Linked DNA regions of Gossypium arboreum: region 2 is linked to region 1. The links are chromatin contacts, called in public Hi-C maps. All regions are on one chromosome and are shown on one strand. The core of a region is the stretch at or near the end of the contact, and the rest is flanking DNA. Distances in the headings are between cores, read along the strand shown.

Evidence for each region. Hi-C and Micro-C count contacts between places; a contact is called where the count stands out from the background.
Region 2: a Hi-C map of leaf shows a contact between it and region 1, with 2.4 times the contacts expected there. The contact joins the promoter of LOC108460599 here to the enhancer-like site in region 1. A contact is called at or near these places in 2 of 5 Hi-C or Micro-C datasets (both in leaf).

The regions. Positions count from the first base shown.
Region 1 is chr7:77,048,915-77,054,531 of ASM2569848v2, forward strand. LOC128295511 (a long non-coding RNA gene) reads left to right here and starts at 515. Exons shown (of 2, transcript XR_008285986.1): 1 at 515-770; 2 at 973-1,184. Within about 2 kb of position 3,502, at least 1 of the 2 cell types and tissues checked has an H3K27ac peak or open chromatin away from gene starts, as enhancers often do. A contact at or near this core is called in leaf, where this site is marked.
Region 2 is chr7:77,116,473-77,122,253 of ASM2569848v2, forward strand. It overlaps LOC108460599, which reads left to right and starts at 3,587. Exons shown (of 6, transcript XM_017760157.2): 1 at 3,587-3,734; 2 at 4,012-4,104; 3 at 5,014-5,044. The coding sequence starts at 3,669.

The DNA.
Region 1 (5,617 bases), core at 2,252-4,751:
TTATTATAATGTTAGTAGTGTCTCAAACCGATTCTTTATAACATTAAACTTGATAATAATAAAAGGAAATGAATGAGCTGGTGAGCACAAAGAGGGAAGGAATATATCTGGGTAAAATTATTTTCAACCTCTTTTATTAAAAATTAGATTGTATTTTTTCCTCTACTTTAAAATTAGATAAATTAGTTTATGTGCATTAGATTAAAGAATAAACTCATCCTTTTGTTAAAAATTTCATTCAATTCTATTGTTAAAAACCAGTCCCTATACGTTAGAATGAGGTACATGTGGAGCACACCACGTGTAATTTTTTTGTTATTCTACTAGCTACGTTAAATTTTAACAATAAAGATGTATGGTACTTTTAATAGAAATGACTCATTTACTTTTTAATTTAATCGTATAAAGACTATTCTATTCATTTTTTAATAAAAGGTAAAATGTAATTTAAATCTTAGTCTCTATTATATTTTTACCCATATATATGTGTGTTGAGGATTTGTTGATTGATTGATTCCTTATTAACGTCATAGAATGGTGGTCACCCAAACTACGAAAGCATCCTCTGGGGTGCAGCTGTATATAATCAGTGTATGTGAAGCCTCACTTTCCTGCATCTTTTATCGATCTAACCAACCATGTGCATATGTGTGACATGCGATTGCTGCAAAGCTAAATGTAATTGCAAGGCCGGAGATGCCAATTGCACCGACTTGATCTTAGCCATGGTCATGCCTCCCATTGGAGTTCTCAGAAAAAGAGGACCTAAGGTAATGAATCTTTTTCTTTTCTTTCATACAAAGCTGTTTCCTAATCATAAAACAAAGCTAAAGGTTGTATCTGTATTTTAACCCCCAAACATACCAGATGTCTTTACATTGAGATAAATCCGTTCAACTTGATTTTGATATATGAGTTGGAAAAGCTATATTTGAGTGAAGCTAAGCCCTTTTTTGGGGGAATTTATTGCAGAGACAATTCTGGCTGAGTGTTTGCTTGACAATGGCATTATTTGTGCCGGGAAGCATCTATGCTGTCACCGTAGTCATGTCCAAGGAAAATAATGGAACAAAATAAAATGAGAAATGCGTATTTTATATTTTTTCCCCCCTTATGTTTTCATCAAACTCATAATATAATTGTTAAGTGCTCTATAAATCTATACATAAATCAGTTTCATTTAATTAATCTATAATTATTCATACTGTATGATGTGGTCCTCATATCTGTAGTGATATAAAAATCCATATACAAAATGGAGTAGGTTGAAAAGTCACGTGGGGTAAGGAATTCTTTTGTTTTTTTACAAGGGATATGAAGTCCAAATTATCAATTTTATTTTTATTTTTTGTCAATTGAATTCTCAATCTTCAATTTTTAGTTCAATTACATTTCTTTTATGTAAAAGATAATTAAAGTGTTAAAGTTTTAATGACTTTGACCTAACTGTTTGCATCATAGTCCATGTGTATTTTTTTTTATACGGAAGGTTATGCTAAAGCTATAAAAATTTTAACAATTTACTCAACTTTTTCATCTAAAAATAATAATTTGACTAAATTTTAAAAGTTGAGAACTAAATTGATAAAAAGAATTAAAGTTAAAATGATAAAAATAGTAAATATTAAGGAGCTAAATTTATCATTATACTTATATAAAACAATTGACAGAATAATTATACTTCTCAAAGTCCAAAATGAAAATATTAACTATTTAGAATAATTAAAATAGATTAGAAATATTATAAATATGGCATAGTTACAAATTTAGTTTTTAATATTTACATTTTTTGTCAATTTGACATTTATTCTTATTTATAACTAAAATTAACCATTAACCTTTTAAAAGAGTCAAATTATTTTTTAACAAAAATATTGATGTAATATTAAATTTTAATGATGTTGGCATGGTAATATGCATAGCAGTCCATGTATACTTCATGCCTGCATGATACTATTTGTCTTATATGCCATATCAATAAATAATTTAAAATTACTAAAATAAAAAAATCATTAAAAGTTCATAAAAACTCAAAAAGAAAAAAATACATGAAGTACATGTGAATTGCTATGTTGGCTTCAATATTAAAAATTTAATGTTTTAATTAGCATTTTGTTAAAAAAGTAATTCAACTTTTTGTTGATGATCAAATTCAGCTTCTTTTTTTAAATGTTGAAGGTGAAATATAACTTAAAAATTTAGGGTTAATTAAACAAAAGAAGTAGATATTAAGAGTTAAATTTATTATTATACTTATAAATAAATAGCAAAACTCAAATTGATTTGGGTCAATATCGGATACACCAACATCAATTTCATAATGGAGTAAGACAGATGGTGGAACAAAAATACCAATTACAAAGTATTGATAGATTTAACGTCACCTTTCAACCTCGTTTCATTACTATCCCTATTCGCAAATTTAGGGAAAAAATATAAAACCTTTATCCAGCAAAATCTCTCACTTAATCACACATTCATCTCAAGGAGAAAGGATTGTATGAAACAGTGACGCCACATCATCTGTATCCATTTCTAATAGTTTTATGCCACGTCAGTATTCTTATCCTGAATTTCAGGATTTTAATTTGAATTTGATTTTTTTCAAGATAAAATCCTGAAATTCAGGATAAAAATACTGATGTGGCATAAAACTATTGGAAAGAGATACAGATGACATGGCATCATTGTTTCATTTTAATTCTAAAAAATTATTGAAATAAATAAATAAATATGCTTATAATATGTTAATATTTTTCATTATCTTTTCTCAATTAAATTAGTGTTGGATTAACTTATTATAATTTTTCATAAAGAAATATTATGGCAATTACAAGTACATCACAACAAGAACTGCCATATATTATATATAAAAAAAGAAGAAGCTGAATATTTCATACAGAATGATGTGCAAGGAAGCGTTGGGTGTTATTTATGGGTTGCATACCTAATCGAAACCCAACACCTACCCATGTATTCTCCCTTTCTCTTTCGGTAATACATTAGCCCAAAGTTGATGGTATAGAAGATCCCAACTCAGCTGAAATCGCATGCCCCACTGAATAAATAATAACTCCAAAATCTTACCTTGTACTAATTGATTTTTAATAAACATCAGGGAGAGAAAAAGCTAGACTTTCATCTAAGTCAAGTGATCCTCGAGAAATTGACCATTATGGATTCGTGCTGAAGGCTAAACAAATAAAGAGGGAAAAGAGGTAAGGGAAGGTTAGACTTTATAATCAAAAAGAAAAAACAAAAGGTGGTCCTGGTTTTGAAGAAATTGGACATTATGTAGAGCTAAAAGGAAAAGAAAGTGGTTCTATTTTGAAAAATGAAGGCAAAAGGCCCATTCATGTTTTGAATGCAGCTAGTAACGTGGGAGTTAAATTTCCTTTTATAGATGAAGTCCGTTTTTCTCTCGTCCCCATCAAAGACCATTCTTCAACACTTTTTCTATTACTTGCTTCTACTAATTAATTAACTCCCTTTCCTTTTCTCTCACCAAACCCTAGTTTGGAAAAGATTGTACTGCATGCAATCTCCCTCTACCACATACCACTTCTTTATAACAGCAGGCACCACCGCTACTTCTTTAATTTAATCTTCCTACTCTACTTAATGTTGCCCTTTTCCTAATTTCCTTTAACTTTGAATTTCATTCTCTATTTTATTTATGTAATGGAGACATGGGTTTCCATGTTTCGAAATTGATTTAATTATTAGTCAAAAAAAATTGGTTGGATTGGAAGGTGCCACAGACCCTTTTACAAACTTGTACTATTTATTACCCTCTAAGCTCATACCAATATTTCTTAAATTTATGAGAAATTTAAATATTGGTATAAGTTAGAAATTTTTTGTGCGTTTTCTTGAGCTCATGGTAGAATCCCCTCACTACCCACTCCCTTGCTGGCACGTCTTGTTTGCTTGACCGGATCTCAAACATTCATACAAGGAAACCCCACTAGAATAGCATGTTGCATCTCCCACTTTTTGTTCTCTTTATATCTCTAAGGCAAAGAACAGAAAAAGAAAAAAAGAAATTACCCATCATAATTCATTCAGCATTGTATGCGTACCAGAACAAAAAGATGTAAATTGAAAAGTGTTGAAATGTATTTATCTTTTTATTTAATGATAAAAAAATTATAAATAATTTTAAACAAAAACTGCATTCACACGAAAACAAATGTCCCAATTCAACTCCAAATTTAATTAAATCCAAATTAACATGGAATAATATGAAAACATTAGACTTCGGTCATAGATAAATAATATATATTAAATTCATTCATATTGTCATGTCTTTATAGTTAGTAGTAGTACGTACAAATCACTCTCTTTCAGAGGTCGCTTCCTTTTCAAAGTTGCTAAGAGGGGATTGGCCCTTTTGATTAGCTAATCCCTTCAAGTTTGGTCCCTCGGGACGAGAGTGCTGTGAGCGTGACTTTTGGGATAAAATAAAGTCAGCCTCTTCTCTCCCATTTGCAATCACAAAATGACAACAAAAGCATCTCTTTGTCACTTTCCATCGCTTTGGATGAGTTTCACACGAAACCCACCACCAAAAACATGTTTGTATCAACCATTTCTAATTTCGGATCTCATAAATATCATTTCTTAAGACGATTGAATAAACAATCCAACCAATTAGATGCAAGCATTTTAGTAAAATATCACAATTATGATGATATAAAATGAGATATAAACAATGGTGTAGTGTGATGATTAGTTTTTTCATTCTTTAATCATAAGATTTAAGGGTTTAATTTCTACTCATAAAAATGAATTACATGCCCAGTCGCTTAATTTTTTAGAAAATATTTACAATGATGAGATTAATAATTACTACTGATTATGAATATTCAAAATTTAAAAAATAAAAACAAAAGGAAACACTAACAACATTTACAGTACATGTTTTAGTTAAGACTAGTGTGTAGTAAAAGATACATATAAAAACGTCATGTATACGTAAGTTGACCTAAATTGGAGGCAAAAGGTCAAAAATAGGGCGAGGCTAGCTGTTAACCTAACGACTAATCGTGCGTGGGGCGGGGAGGGAGAGGGAGGTGGGGTTATAGAGTACCTTTAGGGTTTCAATTTTATACTTTATATATATTTATATATGGAGGCGTCAACGTGAGTAATAGACCGCAACGGTGTCTTTGTTTTTGTTAGGGTTTGGACCTTGGGGTAGGCGGCGTAGAGAAGGGCTAGGGTGGGGGGGTGAACGTGTGGGCAAAGGTGGTTCGCCATCGTATATATTTATAATTTATATATGGAGGGACCAGCGGGGGATGGTTTTTCTCTAACGGCTCCCTCTGGCTGTGGTTTTTGAATGCTGAAGCTATAAGCGCCGCTCTGACTTTAATGTGTTAATAGATTCAAAATTTCTTTTGGTTTCTGTTGGAAGTTTTGACTCTAATTAACAAAAAAAGTCTAGTAATCCCACGTTTGCATGTGATGATATATTCCTTGAATCATTTTCATTTCCCTTCAAATTACCAACTACAATCTAGATGCCTAGCTACTAGTCTTTATTATCAATTACCTTTAGTTTTTATTGAGACGTGATTATGAAATTATGATTTTTTCTTCCTATACTCTAAAT
Region 2 (5,781 bases), core at 2,337-4,836, 68 kb after region 1:
GAATAGATTGAATGTTGAATGTATTGAATTTGATAATATATAGATTAAGATAAGCCGAGATCGAGTTTAGATCGGGGAAAATGAAAAATCGACGAATAGCTGATAGTTTTTATCTGAGCAATTCGAGGTAAGTTCGTAAAATTTGAATCAAACTTTTATATATTTGAAAATATTTGAAATGAATGTTTGTGATTGAGTAATTGATATACTTGAAATACAAATGCCTTATTGATATAGTTTAATGGTTACCGAGTCTCATTTGAACTGTATGAATTCATAGGATACGAGTGACATGTCGAGCTCCTGCATTTGTTGCGGACTCACCATAGCTCGTATGAGCTTATCAATATATCAGCTCGTAAGAGCTTACTATTTTCAGCTCATTGGAGCTTACCGTTTCAGCTCAATAGAACTTACTGTTCATCAGCTCAGGAGGAGCTTACCGATCATGGCTCGAAAGAGAATAAATGATAATGAATTGATGGATTATTGATGTTTATCACCCGAGTATGCTTTGGAGTTCTAATAGGTTCAACAAGCATAAATTATGTTTATACGGATGAGTATTGTTATTGAATGGATTATTGGTTATATGATTGAGAATGAAATGTTGAATGCTAGTTATATTGAGTATTGAATTGTGATAATGGATGATTTCATGTATTAACATGTCTAACCTATGGATAGATGCTTGTGATAGGCATTTGGAAATTGTATGGAGTTTACCTTAGTTATTTGTATTGGTTTGGTATAAATGGTAAGTTTAATTCTGAATTATACAGGCTTACTAAGCTTTAAAGCTTATTCTGTTTTTTTTTCTATGTTTTATAGAGGTTAGTTAGTTCGCTCGTTTCGGACAAGTTGGAGTTGCACATCACACTATCCAATTTTTGATTGGTACTTTTGAACTTGTGGATATATGTAAATATGGCATGTATAAGCTAGTTTAAAAGATGTTAGTTATGTTACTTGATATTATGGTTTTGGTATGTTTTTGTGTATAAGTTAAGCCATGTGATTTGGTTTATTTTGGTACTATGTTTTGGTTGTGTATAAGTGTGCAATTATGACATGTTTTGGGCAAGGAATTGATGGAATGAAAATGTGCAAAAGATGTCTTGTTATGTAGTTGATATATGAATAGATTATGCATGATATTTACTAGGTAATTTAAAACTCAATTGAATTGGTATATTTTATGTATGAAATATTATGGAATGATTGCCAATTGGGTTATGAAATGTGGTCATTTATGCTTGTGAATGCTTGTGTGTATAGGGTGGCAAATGGCTTTGCAAATAGCCTATTTTTGTCCACACGGGCAGGGATACGGGCGTGTGTCTCAGCTGTGTGTGACACATGGTGATGTTGCACGGCCATGAGTCCCATGGTGTTGAAATGGAATTGAAGTCAGTATGCTCTACACGGCCTCACACACGGGTGTGTGACCGGTCGTGTGGTACCAGTCAGTATACCCTCCTAAATGGCACACGGCCTAGCACATGGGCATGTTACTTGACCGTGTTGACAAGTCAGTATACGCTAAAGTTTTCACACGGCCTGGCACACGGGCGTGTCCTCGGCCGTGTGACACAAGTCAGTATGTATGCCCTATTTCTACACGGTCTAAGACACGAGCGTGTCTACTAAGCGTGTAAGGCACACGGCCTGTTCACACGGGCGTGTGATACTTGAAATGTTGAAATTTTTCCAAGTTTCCAAAATTTTCGTCTGTTATCGATTTAGTCCCGAATGCATGATTTAAGCTTTGTATGCTTGATTTAAGTACATATTGAATGTGAATGAATGACATTTATTGAAATGAGATAATATTTGATAAATGATTGTTCTGAACTGAGTTACAAGTCTGGTAATGCTTCTTAACCTATTCCGGCGATAGTTTCGGGTTAGGGGTGTTACAAACTTTCCTTTTTTACACTTTGATCCCTTAAATTTTGAATATTTACACTTAAGCCAAAAAAATTTCACATTTTTACAATTTAGTCCTTATTTAAATCAATATACTAAAACCTACTTCTTAACTATTATTTTTTAATACTCCTCAATATTCTCTTTTATCATCTTCATATCATTTTTTCATTTTATCGAGAAATTAATTATACATCATGTCATGCTTCTTGATTTAACTCTCTTTTAATATCTTGCAACTTTCATTTTCTTTGATCTTATACCTTATTTCACTAAAACTTTATCTCATATTATGTACCACCAAGGGGGTTTTGAGGTTGTTACCATTTGAGGCTTATCGGGCATTAAAACACCTCCAATTAACCTCAGGATGTATGCTAAGGCGTATTGTTCTCTTTCAAGGGGACTCGAACTCTCGTGGAGATTTTAGAAATTTTCTTGCAACCATTTCATCTCTATCTGGCTACTGAAAAACTTGTTTGGCACCTTACCTAATAGTTGTTCACAAATGTTGCTTCAATCGCCAACGACAACTGATCTCGTAACGATTGGCCCATCCACCGATAAATCGTGTTGTAATTGAACGTCTTCGAGTGTGATTGTACACTCACCATATGGATGATAAAATGTGCATATCTTAGGTCTCTATCCTTCCACCAACACATTGATAAGTATGGGGTCCAATTTACACCTCCGAGCATATGGGACACGTGCAAGAATCCCGCATCTTCTGGCAATCATACGTGATGACCTCAAAGATAGATTGTGTATATATGTCTCCAAAATCCGATCTTCAACTTGATTATAAAAAAAACAAAAAAATAAATAAATTTTAATCTTTTTAGCAACTTAATAATAAACTTAAAATTAGAAAGGTTAGAAATATTGTCTTCCCATTTGCAATTGAAATGCAAAAATGTGGTTGTCATCGAAATGAATAAGAGTATTTGCCATTCCAAAATTGAATTAAAACAAATAAAAATCGAAAAACAGAATTAAATCAAGACGAATTTGAGAGAACTTTAATTAAAATTCTAAAACTAAATTCTTTAGAGAATTGAGATAATTGGATTTGAATGAAAAGATGAGGAAAAGATTTGAGTTTATATAGAAATAAAACTAGTTTTTTTATGACTGTTGGGGAGGTTACCGTTGAGTGAAAACGTGTCCAGCTAGACGCGTTTTCTGCTGATTGTGCAGGAAAACATGCCCAACTGGACGCATTTTCACCCTCTTTCTCTAAAATCGCCCTATTCCGATAAGTATGCCATAAATCGGTCTAATCACTCAATATTTTTTTAAATCGGCATTTTTACATAATTTAGCCTTTTACTTTCTTTTATTAAAACTTTCAAATTTATTTATTTGCATAATACTTTTTTAATTGATTTCTTTTCATTATTTGGTATACATTTATATTATTTTTCATTATAGATAAAATAATAGTTAATAATTTGACAAATAATTTTAAGATGTATTTTTTTAAATATATTTAACAAATTTTTAAAACATATAAATAATCTTACATGGGACGGGATAAAAAATTTGTTTATATAAAACACTTACGAATGCTGACGTGGAAAAGTCGTTACGCTGGGCGGTGCCGCGCTCGTGTAGATTTCGCTTTGCCACGCTTTATTAGTTACCTGTTGACACGCACTAGCATTAAGCCCACGCTTCACTTAATTAAAAAATTAAGTGCCCAGGAAAGAAAAGCTCAGCCCAATTAAATCACAGAAATGCAAGGTGATGAAGCGAGACTCCTGCTAGGCTTCCCCCCTAATTCTCGCCCTACTCCTTCTCAGGTTTTTTTCTTTCTTTTTCAAATTTCATTCAGTTTTTTATTTATTTTATTTTATTTTGCTCTTAACTTTGATTGCTTTAGGGGTTTTTAATCTCATTGTTTTTGGTTGTTGACTTGGATTGAAATTGATAAATTCGAGTTGTTTTCCTTTTGGAGATTGTGGCCTTGTTTACTTTCTTCAAATCAGTTAGACTAACAAAATTTCTCGATTTTTTCATCTTTGTTTATGAAGTTGTATATTTGATTAATTTCTTGTATTTTTTTATTTGGAATTTTAGATTAAAGCAGCTTATAGAAAGAAAGTATGGGAATCGCATCCTGACTTGTTTCCCGTTCACGAAAAGCGTTCGGCGGAGTCTAAGTTTAAGTTGGTAAGCATCGATGTGCCTTTAAAACTTTCACCCGTTTTCTAATATATTCTTTGATTGGAATGCACATCTTCATTGGGGCCAGTTTGAATTGTTGTTATATGGGTACTGGCTTATTAGTGATGCGATCATTAGGGATCTGAAAAGGAACTGTTGAAGCGTGTTGAGACAAGCTTAAGCATTTTAGAGGTTGATTTGATCAAGCTAAGCATTTTACAATGTTAGGGTTGAAAGATATTAGCTTAGAGCAGTTTTGTGACTGTTAGTAATTCCACTCTATTTAAAATATACTACTTGGGGAGTCTTTCTTGATTCTTTTTGCTATTTGAATTCTTTGGAGGGAGCTAGATTGCTTGGGGGTTTCTATCATGTTTTGGTTAAATTCATGGTGCAAGCAGCGATTTAGAATAGTATGTTCTGGTGAGTAATCAGATCTGGCTGTACGTTTATATCCTTTCATGAGATTTTTGGATTTCTAACTGCTGAACATGTTAAGTCTAACCTTGGATTTGGGAGATAAACTGAAATTTACCTGGTAAAGACTAGGTTTAGTCTTAACAAACGGTAGTTTTTATTTGGAATAAGTTACCTCACCTTCACAGAAACTTATCATTCTAGACTGGCCTTTTGAGCCATATACTTTCTAAATTATGGTACGTTTTCTGGAGGTTGCCATTCTTGACAAGAGCCAACATACTGGAAAACAAGTAACCGATAAAGTATTAATATTAAGTTTTTCCAATTAGTTTATTTCATTTATCATACCTGAATATGAAATATTTCTTTCATCTGGGAGCACTGAATGAGATAATTGTGTGGATACCTTTAATCCTGTATTCTGCAGTTTCAAAATAGTTCCAACTGCATTTACGGTTGTGACAGATGTAACCTAAAGATGTGCATTTTTTGCAGATTGCTGAAGCTTATACTTGTCTACAGTCTGGTAATTCTCCTGACTTCTTGAGAAAATATTGAGTTTTCCAAGAAATCATGGTTTGCAAACTCAATAGATAGTCTAACATGGGAAGAAATCTCTTGTTTAATGTTCTCCAAAGGTAGCACATTTTGTGGAGACATAATAGCTTGTTGTCTAAACTTAAAAGATAGGAGAATATCTGTCCTTGCCTCTTTCTGCTGTCCCCTTGGCTAACAAAATGACTTTTGCATTCACTGTTTTAGTTTGAGCTTATCTATTTAAGATTATTTTCAATTTAGTTTTTCAGAAGTCATAAAAAAAAAAAAAAAATATATAAAAGAACGATTTTTTTTATTAAAAATGCAGCTTGGTTTGAATTTTATTTAGATTAGGCTAGAATTATAAAGTTGGGATAAATAAGCTAGACTCTAGATTTAATTAATTAAGATTATATTTTAGATTCTAATAAGATTCGGATAAGTAGTACTTCTATTTAGATTGATTAGTATTAGACTTCAATATTAATAAAAATTCCAGGTTAACTTAATTTAGGATTCTAGGAATTTTGCAATAAATAGGTAGGTGAGTCTCGGTTAATTGGTACTTGGGACACATAGGAGACAAAGAGGTCAGAACTAGAATCTCATCAATTTTTTTTTTTTTTTTTTTGAGTTTTGGTTTTTGGTTTTTGCTTAGATTTTGAGAATATTTTGGTAACTTTAGGCTCCATTTGGTTACAAGGAATAGAGATCATTTTGTTTTCT